Linked DNA regions of Danio rerio: region 1 is linked to region 2. The links are chromatin contacts, called in public HiCAR-type maps. All regions are on one chromosome and are shown on one strand. Each heading gives the region's core, a stretch centred on a gene start, on an enhancer-like site or on the middle of the called end of the contact. The rest is flanking DNA. Distances are from core to core; before and after follow the strand shown.

What was found. HiCAR-type assays count read pairs that join an accessible place to other places.
Region 1: a HiCAR-type map of caudal fin shows a contact between it and region 2, with 14 times the contacts expected there. The contact joins two enhancer-like sites. A contact is called at or near these places in 4 of 18 Hi-C or Micro-C datasets (caudal fin, embryo, hematopoietic stem cells and 1 more) and 1 of 4 datasets of contacts at active chromatin or transcription factors (caudal fin).

Annotation. Positions count from the first base shown.
Region 1 is chr12:11,704,181-11,709,819 of GRCz12tu, forward strand. It overlaps raraa (retinoic acid receptor, alpha a), which reads left to right. Exons shown (of 8, transcript NM_131406.2): 6 at 1,596-1,800; 7 at 4,804-4,962. Among named protein-coding and RNA genes, the nearest start is that of vps35l, 15 kb to the right of the region's middle. Within about 2 kb of position 2,056, at least 12 of the 62 cell types and tissues checked have an H3K27ac peak or open chromatin away from gene starts, as enhancers often do.
Region 2 is chr12:11,315,541-11,321,478 of GRCz12tu, forward strand. No RefSeq gene overlaps it. Among named protein-coding and RNA genes, the nearest start is that of top2a, 58 kb to the left of the region's middle. Within about 2 kb of position 4,636, at least 6 of the 62 cell types and tissues checked have an H3K27ac peak or open chromatin away from gene starts, as enhancers often do.

The DNA.
Region 1 (5,639 bases), core at 806-3,305, 390 kb after region 2:
TATTATATTATATTATATTATATTATATTATATTATATTTGGGGCTGTTTTAACTCATTCATTTAGTTATGGGGGAAAATGTCATTAAACAAAATAACTGGATATTTCTGTATTATTATAATTTTAATTTGTCAACATTTATTTACCGCATATAACACTTTACAATATGGGCCACCTAGTTAAAGTTAGATTTTGTATTTACTAACGTGAACAATGCTTGTACAGAATTTACTAACCATAGTTCAATGTTTAGTAATGCATTATCATGAACTAACAATGAACTACTGTATTTTCAATTACCAATATTTACAAAAATGAATTAATACTTTGATAAATGTGCTGTTTGTTGTTTATTCATGTTAGTAATTACATTAACTACATGTCCCATATTTTAGTGTTACCATTTTTTTATTTTTTTTTTTATTTTGGTACATAAATGATAAACATCCAAATTTACCCTGTATTATATTATATTATATTATATTATATTATATTATATTATATTATATTATATTATATTATATTATATTATATTATATTATATTATATTATATTATATTATATTTTATTATAATATATTATATTATATTATATTATATTATATTATATTATATTATATTATATAAGACTATCTTATATAATATTATATTATATTAGACTATATTATGTTATATTTTAATATATTTGACTATATTATATTATTTTATCTTATCTTATCTTATCTTATCTTATCTTATCTTATCTTATCTTATATTATATTGTATTATATTATATTATATTATATTATATTATATAAGACTATCTTATATAATATTATATTATATTAGACTATATTATGTTATACTTTAATATATTTGACTATATTATATTATTTTATCTTATCTTATCTTATCTTATCTTATCTTATCTTATCTTATATTATATTATATTGTATTATATTATATTATATTATATTATATTATATTATATTTAGAGCTATCAATTTCAGCTCATTAATTGAATTAATTTAATTAAAATAAAATGCTATTTTTATATTAGTAAAAAGAAATGTCTTAATTTACTTTCCTTTGTGTCAGTTTAAAGCTGTTCAAATATATTATTTTGTGGTTCATAAATGATGAAAACCAAAATGTCTCAGAACTGCAATAAATATACCAAAATACCAATAAAAAAATTCTTAGAAAAAAACAAATCGATTAGATTTCGCTTAAGTTTAAAGACTACAGATTAAATCAGGAGTGACCAACCCTGATCCTAGAGCTCTACCTTCCTGCAGATTTCAGTTGCAACCCATATCAAACACACTTACCTGTACTTATGAAGGGTTTTTCAGGTCCTAAGTAATTGGTTCAGGTGTGTTTGATCAGGGTTGGAGCAGAACTTTAGAGGACCAAAGTCATTTGGAGCACCCCTGGATTAAATTATAGATTATATATTAATTTTAAGCATGCTATTTCTTGTCTACACGACTTTAAAAAAAAAATAAAAAATCTTAATTCTTTTTTAGAAATGTTGTTGATCTATGTTCGATCATCACTGTGTCTCTGCCAGTTAAAAATGGTGCTGTAAGTCTCCCTTGTGTTTCTGTGTTTTAGATTCTGAGGATCTGCACCCGCTACACGCCCGAGCAGGACACCATGACGTTCTCTGATGGTTTAACACTCAACCGAACACAGATGCACAACGCAGGCTTCGGTCCGCTAACAGACCTGGTGTTCGCTTTCGCTAATCAGCTACTACCGCTAGAGATGGATGACGCTGAGACGGGACTGCTCAGTGCTATATGTCTGCTGTGTGGAGGTACACAGACACACACTTTAACACAGATATGGGTTGTTATAAAATATACTTACATATAGTTGTGTTTTTATAAGACTAAATAGCATGCTATGCTTTTATACTTGTGTACATTGTATTTTGTATGCCTTTTTGAAACTGTAGACCTCGTGGTGCAGTTTAGTGGGTGGTGGGGCATTTTCTGAATACATGAATGTCATGTAAACAGTCTAACATACTGTGCCAGTGTTATATAATGGAGTTTTATATGCATATCAATATCTATTGATACGTGGCGGTCTAGTGCCTCACAGTGTTTGGTGGCGGTATTGCATTCAAACTCTTTACAGTGATGCATTTTGGTTATATATAAAAAAAATACAGTTTCTCTAGATCAGGGGTCTAAAACACAAATTGGCAGGGGGCCATATCAGTGACCGCTTTAATATTCAAGCACAACAAAAAAGTGGAAACCTGATGTAATTGATGCACTCAGATATTCTTCCCCAGAGTATCAAAGCTCCTTCTTTTTGTTTCTTATTGTACTGTATATGTTGAAGGGGTAGTTTAAATTACAATGAAAATACTACTAATTAATATTATTAATTATTATTCTGTCCGAGTCAGTTGTTGCTTGAAAAATCTTGAAAAATATCTAGTCAAATATTACTTGCTGTGTTCATGGCGAAGATAAGATCAATCAGTTATAAGAGATGAGTTATTAAAACTATTATGTTCGAAATGTGTTGACAAAAATCTTCTCTCTGTTAAACAAAAGTGGCGGAAAAAATCAACTGGGGGGCAAATAATTCTGACTTTAACTGTATATAATAGAACGAATATTAACATTTACTCAAAGCCAAATTAATGAATCTAGCATATCTCTAGAAACAAATTATTCTCATAAGAAAGAACGATAATTCATTACACATTTATTGCATATGGTTTCCACATCTACATGTTATCATTTACAACTATTTTATTTTTGCATAAAATGACAATTAGTCAAGTTTCCTAGTGATGGGTTGCAGATGGAAGAGCATCCGCTGCGTACAACATATGCTGGATAAGTTGAGGGTTCATTCCGCTGTGGCAACTCCATATTAATAAAGGGATAAAGCCGAAAAGAAAATGAATGAATGTATGAAAATTAGTCAAAAATGACAAACATGTTTCTATTTTTACAGAATAAAGTTTAACTTATATTTAGGATATTTGCAATATATATATATTGTATCTCTAATAACTGATTTATTTTATCTTTGCCATCATAACAATAAATCATATTTGACTAGATATTTTTCAAGACACTTCTATACAGCTTAAAGTGACATTTAAAGGCTTAACTAGGTTAATTAGATTAACTAGGCCGGTTAGGTTAATTAGGCAAGTTATTGTATAATGATGGTTTGCTCTGTAGGCTATCGAAAAATATATTGCTTAATGGGGCTAATAATATTGACCTTAAAGTGTTTATTATTCTAGCCGAAATAAAACAAATTAGATTTTTTTTCAAAAGAAAAAATATTATCTGACATACTGTGAAAATTTCCTTGCTCTGTTAAACATCATTTGGGAAATATTTAAAAAAGAAAAAGCTCTAATCGGAGGCTAATAATTCTGACTTCGACTGTAGGTCGGATAGCATTTCTTCACATTTTCAATTTAAAAACATTGCAGTTTCTTTGACAGTTGGTCAGATTAACACATATTTTCATTGGATGTGATTGACATCATGTTTTCCCAACACAAATCAATTAACTTCATAATTTAAGTAGATTTACACATATTAAGTTAAACTTAAAACTTCAAAAATTGTAATAATAAATAAATTTAACTGATTTTAAATAAGTAGTTTGAACAAACAGCAAAATAATTTTTAGCTCAGGATTGCCTCATCAACTTTTGCAAATATCTTAAATATAAGTTAAACTTTATTCTGTAAAAATAGATGAAACATGTTTGTCATTTTTGACTAATTGTCATTTTACGCAAAAAAAAAAAAAAAATTAAAATGTAAACGATAACATATGTTGATGTGAAAACCATATTTACAGTGCTCAGCGTAATTGATAAAACCCTATTTTGAAAATTAATATTTTTCTCCTTTTCTTAGTGAACATAGGCAATGTATTTTGGTACATTTAAACAAAACAGATTTATTAAACAGATATATTTATTAAAATAATATTTTAGCCACCAAATATATTTAGAAATTAAACGATAATGCAACAAAATATAGGTAAAATATTGAAAAAATAAATTACAACCTACAAAATTTCTACTAAATTTTTCTATTTTCTTGCTTCTTTTCATTTGTCTTTTTAAAATTTATATGAATTATTTTTCTATAACATAAATTTGGTTTTACTCGTTTTTGGACCGTTATCGTTAGTTATTTTGTTAGACAAGCTCTAGATTTGGCTTCAGTACTGACCAATCTAATGTATATGCACGAAAATAATATTGAATAGCATCCAACTAAAAATATTAATTTAAAAGAGAGATTTATCAGGGGTGTACTTATATATCCCTGTACTGTTACAAATGCAAAAAATGTGTAATGAATGATTGTTCTTACTTAAAGAATTAGTAATTAATAACGAATGATCCCTCTGGTAAAGTGTAACCTTAAATGCTGACATGAATTTATAAATAATTTGTAATTGAAATAATATTTTAGTATATAAATTGTTGTATAAAGTATATACTTTAATTTTATTTATGTAATTGTTCATTCAGTTTTCAACTTCAAGATTTGTTTTATTCATGAAGAACAATTATGAGGGGAAATGTTCAGTTTGATAGTGTTACACTGCAAAAAGAATCTATTACATTATTTTAATGTTGAGGTTAAAGATGATTTTAACATTTCTGCTAGTTTTTTTCGTGAGGTTCACCGGTATTTTCTCTGATATTCTTCCAGTCTTAGTGTGTATCTGTACGCTCTCCTACCAACAGCCTGAGAGCTGGATTTCACAAGGTGTTGTGAGCTGAATATGAAGTGGTGTTTGTTGGTTTGTGCAGATCGGCAGGACCTGGAACAGGCTGATAAGGTGGATGTACTGCAGGAACCCCTTCTGGAAGCACTGAAGATCTACGTGAGGAACAGAAGGCCACACAAACCACACATGTTCCCTAAGATGCTGATGAAGATTACTGATCTGAGGAGCATCAGTGCAAAGGGTGAATTGAGAATTCAGCTTTTCTTCCCCTATTAGGCCATGTCTTGTAGGTAGAAAAATACAAGCGTAGCTTTTGTATCTTGAAATACATTTTGAACAAGCGATGAATGAGTTCATCATGACAGAATCTTCATTTTTGGGTGAAACTATCTAGATAGTCTAAACTATAATACTACTATATTTTGTCTGCCAAACAGATTAGCGCCATGATTGGTATATTCCAATTGATGTTTTACTTTGTTTATGGCTATAAATATGAGGAAATACAAAGGTTAGTTTAATACCGACGTTACAAGATTCCAACGACAAGCAATTTGGCTGTCTACACCAAACACAGCGTGACATCCAGAAACATTTGGTAATCAAAAGGTAATAGCTTTTAATTGAATTAACATAGGGCTAATGGGTGACTGGGGTTTTTGGAGTTATCTGCTCCTTCTTTCAGCGTTATGGCAATAAACCTCACATCAAATGATATTTAATATCATGTTGGTAGAATTTACACCAAATAAAGAACATAATCTATGGAGTCAATCTAAAGGGGTGATTAAGTTTTGAGAAATAAAAATGACATTTGCAAACTGAACTGCAAATAAAAATCAAGCAGTGCAAAAAAAAAAAAAAAAACTCAAATATTTGCAATAAAAAAACTATATATATTTACAAAACATTTTTACC
Region 2 (5,938 bases), core at 3,386-5,885:
ACGAATACATGTATCGTTACAACCTTAATGTTATTGTATAACGATGGTTTGCTCTGTAGACAATCAGGGAACAAATTAGGTTACAGGGGCTAATAATTTTGACCTTAAAATGTTTTTAAAAAAATTAAAAACTACTTTTATTCTAAAACAAAATAAAAAAATAAGATTTTCCCCAGAAGAAAAATATCAGACATACTGTGAAAATGTCCTTGCTCTGTTAAACATAATTTAATAAATATTTTAAAAAGAAAAAAAATTCTAATAATTCTGACTTCAATTATATATATATATATATATATATATATATATATATATATATATATATATATATATATCAAAATGCTTATAAATCACACTGGATGAGTTTAATCAGAGAGTAAAGCTGCACACAGTCTCCTGTGATGATTGGGTTTAGGGGTGGGGTGGGGTGAGGGCAATACAATATACGGTTTGGACAGTATAAAATGAATGGAAACCTATGTAATGTCCCCACTTTTCACAAAAAAAAAAAAAAAACTTGTGTGTGTGTGTGTGTGTGTGTCATCATATTCTATGTTGTCCTTGAGCAGAGGAAGTTAAGAAGTAAAAAGCCAGACATTGCTCTTAAACCCCTAACAGTGGAGATGATTTTTCTTTTTCTTGACTCTCTCTTTCTCTTTATCAGATATATATATACCTTTTCTTCCAGTGTGATGTCCTATTTACAGAAAAAGAGGTGCGATATCATTCGATAGCATCCTCTCATCTGTCTTTCTCAGCCCCTGCATCTCATCTTCATTACACCATACATTATTGTCCGCTATTGTGGTATCTGTCCCAGACATTCCTGCCTTATTTCGGAAGATATCAGCTGTCCAACTCAGCCCGAGGACTCTTTCTTAACAAACACTTCCCTGATCTCTACTGATTACCCTATACATTACATTACATACCATTCACCATGTCACAGGGGGTTTTGCACTGGAAAGAAAAATGAGCATGCTGTCATTCACACTCATGGTTTCAAATCCTTATATCTTTTTCATCTTCTGTTTAACACAAAAGCAATTGTATAGCAACATGTTCACACTGCTCTTTTGCAAACAACAAAAGTGTAAGGTTACAGAGGCAATAAAGCTTCAAAAACAACAGCAGTTTGCCCCACACATAAGCTGATTGAGCAATATGTAAACATATTTGGTGTGCAGACCAGAGGAATATAGCCCAAACCCAGAGAACTCCCCATGCCTAAAATGGCACACATGTATATACAGTTAAAACCAGAAGTTTACATACACTGTAAAAAAAGAAACATAACAATTTTATTAAAATGTCTGATGATAAATCAAACTAAATCTTTATTATTTTAGCTCCGTTAGGATTACCTAACTGATTTACATTTGGTAAATGCCAAAATAATGAGAGAATTTTTTTGAGAATATTTTAGTAATTTCTAGACAGTCAAAAGTTTACATATATTTCCTTGGTATTTTTATTTTTTATTTTAGCTTTGCTTTTAAACTGTATAACTTTGGTCAAATGTTTTGGGTATCCTTCCACAAGCTTCCCACAATAGTTTGAAGGAATTTTGGCCCATTCCTCCTAACAGAATTAGTGTAACTAAGTCAGATTTGTAGGCTGTCTTGCTCGCACAAGCTTTTTCAACTCTGCCCACAAGATTTCTATTGGATTGAGGTCAGGGCTTTGTGATGGCCACTCCAAAACATCCACTCTGTTGTCCTTAAAGCACCTTTTAACTTATTTGGTAGTATGCTTAGGGCCATGGTCTGTTTGGAATACCCTTTTGTGGCCAAGTTTTAATTTCCTGGCTGATGTCTGGAGACATGATGCCATCTATGCTGTGAAGTGGATCAATCCCTCCTGCAGCAAAACAGCCCCACAACATGATGCTGCCGCCCCCATACTTCATAGTTGGGATGGTGCTCCTATATGTAAGCTTTCCCCTTTGTCCTTTAAATGTAACACTGGTTATTATGGCCAACCAATTCTTAGTACTTAAATCCATCAGACCACAGGACATTTCTCCAAAAATTATTCTTTTTCCCAGTGTAATTTAGCAAATTGTAATCTGGCTTTTTTGTTGATTCTGGATTGTTGATTTTCCCAGGTTTTCCTTAAATACTATTCTACAGTTGTGCCTCCAATTAACTCAAATGTTGTCAATTAGCCAATCAGAAACTTCCCTTGATATCATCATCTGAGCTTTTTTCAGAGGCATAATAATCTTATTGTATATAAACGTGACTTTCAAGAAAAGTTATAACAATTTCTCAAAAAATATCTGTCTCATTATTCTGCTATTAAGCATAACAGTAACAAATTTGATAATCCTAACTTACCTAAAAAAAAAAAAGAAAACGTTTAGTCACATTAACATCTCACTTTTTAAAAATGTTTATGTGCCTTTTTATACAGTGTATGTAAACTACACACACACACACACACACACACACACACACACACACACACACACACACACACACACACACACACACACACACACACACACACACACACACACACACACACACACACACACACACACAGTTTAAGTCAGCATTATTAGCCCTCCGGAATTATTAGCACCCCTGTTTATTTTTTCCCCCAATTCCTGTTTAAACGAGAGATGATTTTTTCAACAACATTTCTAAACATAAAAGTTTTATTAACTCAGTTATAATAACTAATTTATTTTATCTTTTCCATGATGACTTATTTGTATGTTGTTTGTCTTATTTTCTTGGCCTCTACATCAGCAATCCATCCAAAACTACTATTATTTGCCCAGTATACTCAGTCTTCCAAGATTGTTTCAGTTCTTCTTTAAGTGTAAGAGTCCCAGTCTGCTTCCTTAGTGAATATAAGTACAGTCTTTAGGTGTTTTATTACTCTAAACATCCTCTGCATTTCCACCTGCAGCACTGAGACTGAGAATGATTATGTGCTGAAGACTCCACGTCCTGTTCTTAAGGACTAATACTTTATTCCATCTCATTTCTTAAGCAAAGATGCTGACGCCAAATTGTACACTATACTGTCATTTTAAGCTACTGTCTTAGCATTGTACAGGATACTATTTTCATTGATTGTTGACTTCTGTTGCTTCTTTGTGTGTTGCAAAATTTCCATCTACACTCTAAGCATTGACCGCCTTCTTAATTTTCTATTCTGATCTCAAGCCTAGGCAAATAACTGAGAAAGCATAAATCTGAGGCTGCATTTTTATAATGTCATCACGTACTGTAGACTTCTTAAAAAGTTCTTTACAGTATTTTAAAAATACAAAATACAAGACACTAAACCCAGGTAGCAAAGAGTTCTGGCCCAGATTTAGCATAAATCTGGCACAAAAGGCATTCATCTGGCACTGGCACAGAGTATGTGGGTCAAACATGGCCCTGGTTTGGCAGAGGTGGCACCGTCTTTAAGAAGGCACATAACCCACATAGCAAAATTTCTCTGGCCCAGCTCTGGCCCACACAATCAGGTTTTGCTTGGCCCACATGCCGCAGTGAATTACAATGGTACATGATTGGACCAAATCTGGCTTCCAGACAAGGGACAAACATGGACCATATCTGGGCCAAGTCTCAGCCAAGTTAATAACTCATAACTAGGCCTGAACTGGGCCAGATAGGTTGGTGTGTCACGATTGCAATTAAATTGATAAACCCATGGAGTGATGCGCTTTAGGCACACTATGGGCACGCTTTTTCTCAAAGTGACCTGATTGGTAGAATTTTTTTTTCTTTACTCAAAAATGATTTTAGTGTATTTTAAATGTGGGTCAAGACTGGCCAAACTCAAATGGCCCACTTATCAAATTATTTAATCTGGGCCAAATACTACGTTTTTCATCTGGCCCAAATCTTGTGTGCCGCCTTAAAGACGGTGCCACCTCTGCCAAACCCGGGCCATGTTTGGCCCAGATGCTGTAAGCCAGTGCCGGATGAATGCCTGCTGTGCCAGCTTTATGCCAAATCTGGGCCAGAATTCTTTGCTACTAGGGAATACTTGAGCCAGATGTTAAATGTATTATTTGGCCCAGATGTTAATAGTTGATATGAGGGCCATGTAAGTTTGACCTATCTTGACCCACATTTAAAATATGTTTTTATTTTTTTCAGAAAAAGAAAAAAAGTTTACCAATCAGGTCACTTCGAGAAAAAGCACACTAATTGCATGCCTACAATGATCCATGGGTTTATCAATTTCATTGCAGTTGTGACACACCAACATATCTGGCCCAGTTCAGGCTCAGTTATGAATTATTAACTTGGCTGAGACTCGGCCCAGATCTGGTCCATGTTTGTCCTTTGTCTGGAAGCCAGATTTGGTCCAATCATGTGCCATTATTCACTATGGCATGTGGGCCAAGCAAAGGCTGATTGTGTGAGCCAGAGCTGGGCCAGAGATATTTTGCAATGTGAGAAGACTTTTGATACAAATTATAAACCAATGACAAAATACTAGTTTGCATTTAAAATAATTGTATCAGAAATACTGCCCATGCCTGGGGATACTGTGTGTCAATTATCTAAAAACTGTCTCAAAATGTATCAAGATTAATGACAGGCGCTTTATGTTTGAGTTAAACTCTGACACTAGATGGCAGTGTTGTTTTCTCTGATCGTGAACTCTGACAGGAGACCATTGATTATCTGTCTGTGTGTGTCTATCATTCAGCGCTCATCTCTAGCATAGGATTCATTCGACTAGAAGAATGTGAAATCATTGTTTCCATCTACCTGACTGACATAGAGTGTTCATAAAGATACAACACATTAAAGCCAATGGGACAACACAGACATACACCCGTGGGAGTTCAGTTGGTGAGTTACTCCTGTCTGGTCTTTTTTTCTTTCTTTTTCTCTTTTTTTTTTTTCAAATGTCAGTCTTCAGATGTCTCTCTGGCTGTTAGCTTCTACAACTGATGAAAGCCAGACTAAAAAAAAAAAAAAAAAACAGCAGAGACCAAACAGTGGGAGAGAAAGATATTGAGAGATAATGTTAGGTCTTGATAGAGGGGATAGGGTGACGATTTGTTAGATAAAGAGGCACTGAGGGCTGCTGGGAGCCTGTATTAGGATGAGCGGCTCAGTGTCTTGTCTTCCTCAGCTGTCGCATACTCTGCTCTGAGGAGGATGTAAAACTTTCAGAGGTCTCCTACCGTGATGTAATAGTGTGTCATGAAAAAAGGAGACAACTTTATTCCTGCACACATACACACACATTTGTGCGGATTTAATGAATAATTTAGTTTTGTTCTATTAGAACAAATAAATCAAATTAAATAATAAATTCTGTCTGTTAAATCCAGACATATATTAACTTTATTACATTACATTAAATTAACCCAATGTGTTGAAATTACTATACCTTCTAATCTTCTTTTTATTATCAGTACAATTAATGTATTATTGATCTGAGAAATTAAAATGAAATCCAAGACTTTATATGAATAAAAGCATTTATCTATATGTAATGAAAACAAGATTACAAAATAAGGTTAAAGAAAATAAAGAATTTATGTAGGATCCAAAAACAACAACAAAGCAAACAACCAAGCAAATTATTACAGCAAGCCAAAAAAAGCTGAATAATTAAAAGAAAGCTTACAGAAATAAGTAAAAATAAATAAATAAATACAAATAATAAATAAATACAATTCATATGTTGATTTTCATATAAATTATTTAAATAAATAAATAAATCAATAAATAAAACATATAGTTCTAATGTGAGATAAAAAGTTTGCAGATAAACAATGTAAAAGCAAACACAAATTATATGTGCATGTTTAACTTAAAACATAATACATTTAACTGTAGTGTATACTGAGCAGAAATCTTTCTTTCAAGAGTTCACACTTAGCTGAGGATTGATTGTCAAGCTTGTTTGGCATGCTGTCCCAGGAGAGAGCCCTGAGCTCATAAGA